Regions from separate parts of the Gossypium hirsutum genome. Here region 2 is linked to region 1. A link is a contact called in public Hi-C data. All regions are on one chromosome and are shown on one strand. Each heading gives the region's core, a stretch centred on a gene start, on an enhancer-like site or on the middle of the called end of the contact. The rest is flanking DNA. Distances are from core to core; before and after follow the strand shown. Region 1 holds the start of LOC107963121 (pyrophosphate--fructose 6-phosphate 1-phosphotransferase subunit beta). Region 2 holds the start of LOC107961941 (phosphoribosylglycinamide formyltransferase, chloroplastic).

Region 1 (3,789 bases), core at 1,170-3,669:
GTGAAGCTGCACGTCCCATGAGCCGTACAACTACAGAGACAGGTGAATTGAACAGTGTTACCAACATAAATAACAACAGTAGAGCAAGGGGCAGAGAGGTCATTTCAATCCTAATCTAATTTGAAAGGTAAACAGACACATGTTTTAGTGGTATAAATGAACACTGATTAAAAAAGTAGTCAATCATTCATGAACATAGGTATGAACCCTTCCAAAAGGTTCATGAAATTTGAAAGCTTTAAGCACTCACAATGATAATATTTTCCAGTTGATCGTGCATCTATCATGACATTCCCAATCATTTCAGCATATATCTATAAGAAGATAAGCAAACATGAGTACATATCTAATGCAGTGGCATATACAACAAAAGGGTGTATAAGAAATACTTGCACAAATGTTAAAATAAAGACCTATAAAATGTGAACGCAGAAGCCTTACTTTGCAAGCAGTATCAAACCCAAAACTTGTAGGAACTTCTTTGCATTTCAAATCACCATCGATGGTTTTTGGGCATCCAATCACTCGAGTTTTCAGATTTTTACTCCTAATTGGCAAATTGAAGAAGCAAGTAAAGTAATATGGTATACATACTTTCCATCAGCAACAATATATATCAACAATACAAAATTTCTCTAACTGTACCTGAAGTTTTCAGCAAGAAGGCAAGCATTTGTGTTTGAGTCATCCCCACCAATAACAACAAGCCCATCCAGATCAAGCTTTGCTGCTGTTTCTTCAGCTTGCTTGAACTGAAAATCGTACCAACTTTATTCAGCAATTATTAGTTGATAAAAACTCAATAACTAGAATGATTTACAGATGTAACCTTACCTGCTCAGGAGTTTCAATCTTGTCTCTCCCACTACAGATCATATCAAAGCCACCCTGGTTAGAATAAATAAACACAATTGTTAGGATCTTTGCTTTGCGGGTCAGTGCATATGTTGTAACGTATAGACGCAAAGTTAAAATTAATAATAATATGCATGGTTAACAGACAACATAACCTTACTAATATGAAAATAACACAGCCTATAATGCAGGTGGCATGAAACACTGCCATGCTGCTCTTTCACATTGTTTAAATTGTTCTTACCAACAAGAGGAACATTAAGCAGAAGCTACTTTATCATATACTCGCACCAACTTCTCATATGATAATAATGTAGAAATTTCAAAATCGTCAAAATTCCCAAAAGCCATAGTTACTACCAAACACTATTAATATTTAAGCACGCGCTGCTAAAATTCAAAAAGGATCTTTAGGCTTCATTAGGTTACTATTTTCTTTTGCTTCCTGACACTAACATTTCTGTAAATACTAGCAAATAATACCTGATTTCTGTAAGGGTAAATATAATCTGCAGTCAATTCTACGTATTTTCCCTTCATGACCCCAGCAGGACCACCCCTAAAACCATACAAAGTGCTACCTGGAGCACGCTCCTGCAAGTAATCTATCATTCCAAAGGGAAAAAATTTTGTTTCCATTAGCACAAGTATCGTAATTCTGAAGTAACATGCAATGTTATTTAAACAATGTAATTGAGAAAAAAAAAAAGACTAACCGAAAATTCCGCAAATCACATTGTGACCTCCAGGTGCCTGCCCTCCAGACAAAACGACACCGATCTTTAGCTTCTGATCAGATCCGATACTGTCTATTCCGTTCGGCACCAGCATAGACGAGGGTTGCCCGAACAGATTCGGAAACAGCTTTGCTATCTCATCTGCCAAGAAACAAATCTGCCAGTTCAGTGAACTGAGCTAAATACTATTGTTTTACTTGCATGATTATCCAGATAAATTACAAAAAGAAAAAAAGAAACTAGATCGAAAATGAAAAAGAAGAATAACGAAGTGAAGAGAGAAGAACCAGGGTTGCCGGCGGCGGAACTAGCGGGACCATCGACAATTTTGAAGGGGCTTCTGAGAACAGAAGGTACAGGAAGAGCGTGGTCGATACGACTCGTTTGGACCTCGCTGTAAACGGAGGCGAGACGTCCTGCGAACGGAGTCGTTTCAACGGCGGCTACACCGCCGTTAGTTACAAAAGAGGGAGCCATCTCTTTTTTACTTAGGAAATTTTTTTTGGTGGTTATACCTAACTCAGTCCTATCAGTTGCGAGTCGACTAGTGAGTAGTGATTCAAGCGTGGCGTGAATCTATCAGATTTGTCCTGAGTCGCTTTTAAGTCAAAACGGGAAGGGTAGTAGTGTCCTTTCAGGTAATATATTTGGGCTCTTGGGAGACTCCGCCCCTGAAAAGGTATCTGTTTGCCCGTTGAAATCGGTGGTATTTTAGAAATTTACCAGCGAAACGACAATGAATCAAATAGTTTCAGGATCCAGTAACGGATGAAATTATAGCAGAAGAAAGGAGGCAGATGCACGATAAACATGAGTAATACGATGACCCATATGTTCATGCAACAAATAATTTAAGTAATATATAAAAAATTAAATATTGTGAAAATTTAATTAAACCGTCCTCAAATATTCGAATTTTCTGCCTGCATTCAAATATTTAAATCTATTATTTACGAATTTGATTATCCATTATTAAAATAAATAATGATTAATATATGCAATGTTACAAATCTATTGTGAATAGTAATTAAAATATCCAAAACAAATATGATATTTGCAAATATTGAATATCCGTTATCTATTATCATCTCTAATCAAAACACGTAAAATATTAAAATTTATGACAAAATTTTTTTATATAATATATTAATGGGGAGAGATTCACTCATATAGTGTAAAAATTAAATTAGTTTTACACACTTTCATAATTATTTATATGATCAATATTTTAACGATTTAATTGTTATATTTCATGCCTATTCATATAGACCATTGCATGTCAAATTTAATATATTTATTTTATGTAAAATAAATTCAATCGTTGAATATATATTAATATATAGAACATTTTAGATCGATATGATAAAGATATTGGGTCAAAACAAAAATTTACATGCATGATCAATATAATTATACTGATAAATTTAACGATTAGCTCATTAAAATGTTAATCATATAAATAATTATATGTAAAAATATATAAAATTATTTTAATTTTTAGACCCTGTATGTTAATTATAGTAAAAAGAATATTTAAAAATATACCATGAAGCCTCGAATAACCTTAGCTTTTTTGGTTAGGTGGGAAGTGGGAAAGCATATTCTCATATTCCTTTTTCAATTTTTTTTTCTGTTTTGTTTTGCTTCCAAGTTTCTCATATTTCATTATTAAAGTGCTTGCTTGTTCATAAATATTCATTGGAATCATCCTAAAATATCTACAAATATGAAAAGGAGTCCGGCCCAACAGATTGGGTCTTACCTGTAATTGTTGAGTTTGGTATTGGGTTAGGAGGGAGTGATCTAAAACCGAAAGAAAGTACCAATTGGAGTCCGCAAACCCCACTGCTATGCCCATCTCCACCCAAAAGGATATGGCTTTTTTTGCCTAAGGGGTCTGCTATCCCCGTATAGGTTCCATTTGTGCAGATAACCATAAAATATGATTAGCAAAGCAATCTCAGTGCACGCAAGATCCAATGATTGACCAAATCAAACCTAAATGATAGTGTTTTTAGTGACAAATTGGAACCAGAGATGTCCCCAAGTGCTCAAATCTGGAAAGTTTTACGAACAGGGCGTAGGGCTACACCCTCTAACTCAAAGAACTTAACATATTGCTCCCCCTTTCTGTCATTACCAGGTGCTTTCATCTTCTACACTCTGACACTTGCAAGATGTTTTTTCTTGGCTTAAA
Region 2 (3,427 bases), core at 226-2,725, 320 kb after region 1:
CCCATTTCAGTTCACTTTTGGGCACCAACTTTTAAATGGGGCATTAGCATAGCGAATGTGGCTGACTTTGCTAAACCACCGGAAAAACTTTCCTACCCTCAGCAAATAGGTACATGGTGTTTATCGATTTCTAACAGACCTATCTATGTGTGTTGCATGTCTTGCCACCTCTTATTTTACTCTCATAGTTGTTTCTTTATATGTATATTGAAGAGTTGTTGAATTATTTGCATTTACTTCTTAACTTTTTTACGCCCACATCGTGATAGTGTCCTCTTGTAGTTTCTGAATGTTGTTTTTTGATACGCAGCGGTTACTGCAACTGGAATTATCTGGTCACGCTACAGCACTGTAATCACTCCGGTAAGTTTGATGATTTATTGGATTGCCTAACCTAAAAAATTTGAGGAACTCGACGTTATCAAAGAGAAAATATATGAAAAAACACGCAAATAGTATAGATAACGGTTATAATCAGGAACATAAGGTTCAGGTTGTTTTTTATTCTCAGTCATTGTTTGATTTCTAAAATGCAGAAAAACTGGAATCTCTTCAGTGTAAACATTGCTATGGCTGGAACAGGCATATACCAACTAACACGAAAAATAAAGTAAGTAAACTCAACCAATGATTATCTGTTTCCCTTAACTTATTCGAACTTTTGCATTATATATTGGATGTATTAGTAGAGAAAGGAGGGAAACACTTCTTATTCCAATAATTTTATTGAAGGCAGAGCCGGCCATTGCATCTGAATGATCTTTCCTTCTTGCTCTGTTTTTGTTACCGTTTATTTGCTGTTGCTGCTCTCTGATGCACAGTTTTATAAAACTTTTTTGTTGATATTTCAGACATGATTACTTTTCGGAGGCAAAGCCGGCCATTGCATCTGAATGATGATGAAATCTTCCGAAATCCTCTGTTTTTAATGGAACAAATTATCAGTTATCTTGCCTTGTTTTTCTGTTAATTAAAAGTTACACTTTGGCTCTATGGCTTGGCTTTGAATTACTCAAGCATGTTGTGTTGTGGAAAAATTGGAACTTGATGATGATGATTGTAGAGCCATCAACTGATACTGAACTGAGCAACAGAATCCCTAAAATTTTCAATAATGCTTTTGTTTCCTCACTTCTCTTTTACAATCTTTAGGTATAAATTTTCGTATGCATTCATATGGAAAGTTTGATTTCCATTGGGAGCAAGCCTTGGAAATCTTTACTTAGTATATATTTATAGGTATTTATGCCTTAAACAAAATTAATTGTTTCCCCATAAAATAAATTTTTTATTTTGATAACTTAATTTTATATATTATGAGTTAGAATAAAGAAGTTAAAAGCTACATTAAGAAAAGGGTAAATTACATTATTAGTTACTAAACTAAGGGTAAATTTTTGTTTTAGTCACTTAATTAAAAACATTACAATTTGATTATTGAACTATTCGAAAATTTTTATTTAAATTATTAAATTATTCAAAAATTTTTATTTAAGTTATTGGGTTGTTAAGTTTTTTTTTTAAAAAGTTTTGCCAATGAGTTTCAAGTCATAATTCAAAAATTGATACGGTGGATCAATAACCATTGAACTGTAGAAGGGAAAAAAAGCTTTCTATTGGGTAGGTAGTGTGAATAAAGAAAATTATATAATATCGATTTCAACAATCCAATCATTTAAATGAAAATTTTTGAATAATTTAATTATCAAATTATAATAATTTTTAATTAAATGACTACAACTAAAATTTACCTATAGTTTAGTGACTAATAATGCAATTTACCTGAAAAGAAACCTACATTTTTTTAGTTAGCAATTGCAAAAACTAACTTATATATTATTTTTATTTATTAATTATCTGTATTATATAATTAATTAACCCAAAATATATACCAAACCCAGTCATTCATATAACCCAATTTAATCTACCCAACCCAACCCTAAAAATCTAAACCCAAAATCATTCTTGTTCATCCAACTCTCAGTCTCTCTCTCTCTCTCTCTCTCTCTCTCTCACTGCAGCTGCTGGCTCTTCCCATCGCAGCCATCTCTTTGTTGGTCGACGGTTGCTTCCTGGTCAGAGAGAAAGGTAAAATCCCTCCTTGGCTCTCTCGACTTTCTGTGTTTATGTAAAACCAGATGTTGCTCAAATTAACACCAAAATTCCTTTTTATCAGTATATTTAGCTTCAAATATTATTTTGGCAGTAGGCTTTTTGTATTTGAATTTATGCAATTGAAAACCAATGATCCCATTAAAGCAGCCCATGTTGTGTTAATAAGAAGGCTTCAAGAATGGTCCAATAAAACAACCCAGCTTGTATCTAATAAAACTCATCGTTTTACGTCTTTAGTTTAACTCTTTTCTTTCTTCCTTTTTTTACCAACGCCAGACTCACTAGTCGAATAATCGCACAGTCCTGAGGCACCCACTCCTTTCTTTCTTGCTTACTGTCTCTCTTCATTACCATAAAATTATATTTCTCTCCATAGATCCCCTATCCCAAGCTCTCAGCTGCAGCAGGTCAGTATTTCTATAAAGTTTTTTTTTTGTATTTATTTAGCTAAGGGATTTGAAAATTGCGGGAAGTTGCTGCCGATCACGATTCTCTATTCACCTTCTTGTTATGCTTCCAAACTTTTGAGTGCCTTGGAATGTTATGATGCTGAAACCATATTTGGTTCTTACTCTGCTGCTTTTTATACATAATGTAGTCAAACGCCTTTTTTTTTCTTTCTTTCAATAGATATGGTCTGTTTATGTTTGTTTGGGGCGAGTGTTATGTTAATAAAACAATGTTAGTGAATGTTGGATTAATTTTAAAGCTTAACGAATTATTGAATGTTGGGATGGAACGGTAGCTACCAATCGTTTAGAGATAGCTTAAAAATTGCGAATCTTTGGATATTGCTGAACCATCACGAAGCTTCTCAAATAGTGTTTAATTTGATTCGAGTTTAGCTGATATAGTTTTGCTTTATAATTTGAATATCCTTGGTGGCAGCATTATACATTGATTGATATTTATGCTTCTGCTCTGTTCTTCTTAAGTCTTTAGCTTAAAGAGGAATGAAGCTCATTGTTTTAGCTTTATTGTTTCTCGTAATGTTAAAAAAGAGTATTCACAATGAGATTCTGTCTCTCTCTCTGGGCAATGCTTTGTCATGATGGTTCTTGATCATCTTCGTCCGCATGTAAATGCTTAACACTGGAACTTGTATTTTGCAGGAAGTAATTTGAAGGTTTTTTGAACTCTACAATCTTCGAGGCTAGAGATCAATTGAGTGTATTTCCATTTTTATGCATTTATTGCATAGAATGCTAATATCTAGCTTTTGGGGTCTTGTTGCATCCACTATTCAGTGTTGAGAGAATACAAAAACTTTTTTTTCTCCTTTTTCCCCAATTCGTCACATTTATCTTTGATT

Evidence for each region. Hi-C and Micro-C count contacts between places; a contact is called where the count stands out from the background.
Region 2: a contact with region 1 is called in a Hi-C map of leaf, with 3 times the contacts expected there. The contact joins the promoter of LOC107961941 here to the promoter of LOC107963121 in region 1. A contact is called at or near these places in 2 of 34 Hi-C or Micro-C datasets (both in leaf).

The regions. Positions count from the first base shown.
Region 1 is chrA06:117,868,016-117,871,804 of Gossypium_hirsutum_v2.1, forward strand. LOC107963121 (pyrophosphate--fructose 6-phosphate 1-phosphotransferase subunit beta) reads right to left here and starts at 2,420. Exons shown (of 16, transcript XM_016899706.2): 1 at 1,880-2,420; 2 at 1,572-1,733; 3 at 1,339-1,460; 4 at 835-888; 5 at 646-752; 6 at 442-547; 7 at 251-314; 8 at 1-30. The coding sequence starts at 2,069.
Region 2 is chrA06:118,190,707-118,194,133 of Gossypium_hirsutum_v2.1, forward strand. It overlaps LOC107961941 (phosphoribosylglycinamide formyltransferase, chloroplastic), which reads left to right and starts at 1,476. Exons shown (of 6, transcript XM_016898126.2): 1 at 1,476-2,088; 2 at 3,228-3,427. LOC107961943 (mitochondrial pyruvate carrier 4) reads left to right here. Exons shown (of 5, transcript XM_016898129.2): 2 at 11-109; 3 at 311-363; 4 at 537-610; 5 at 852-1,131. The coding sequence ends at 897.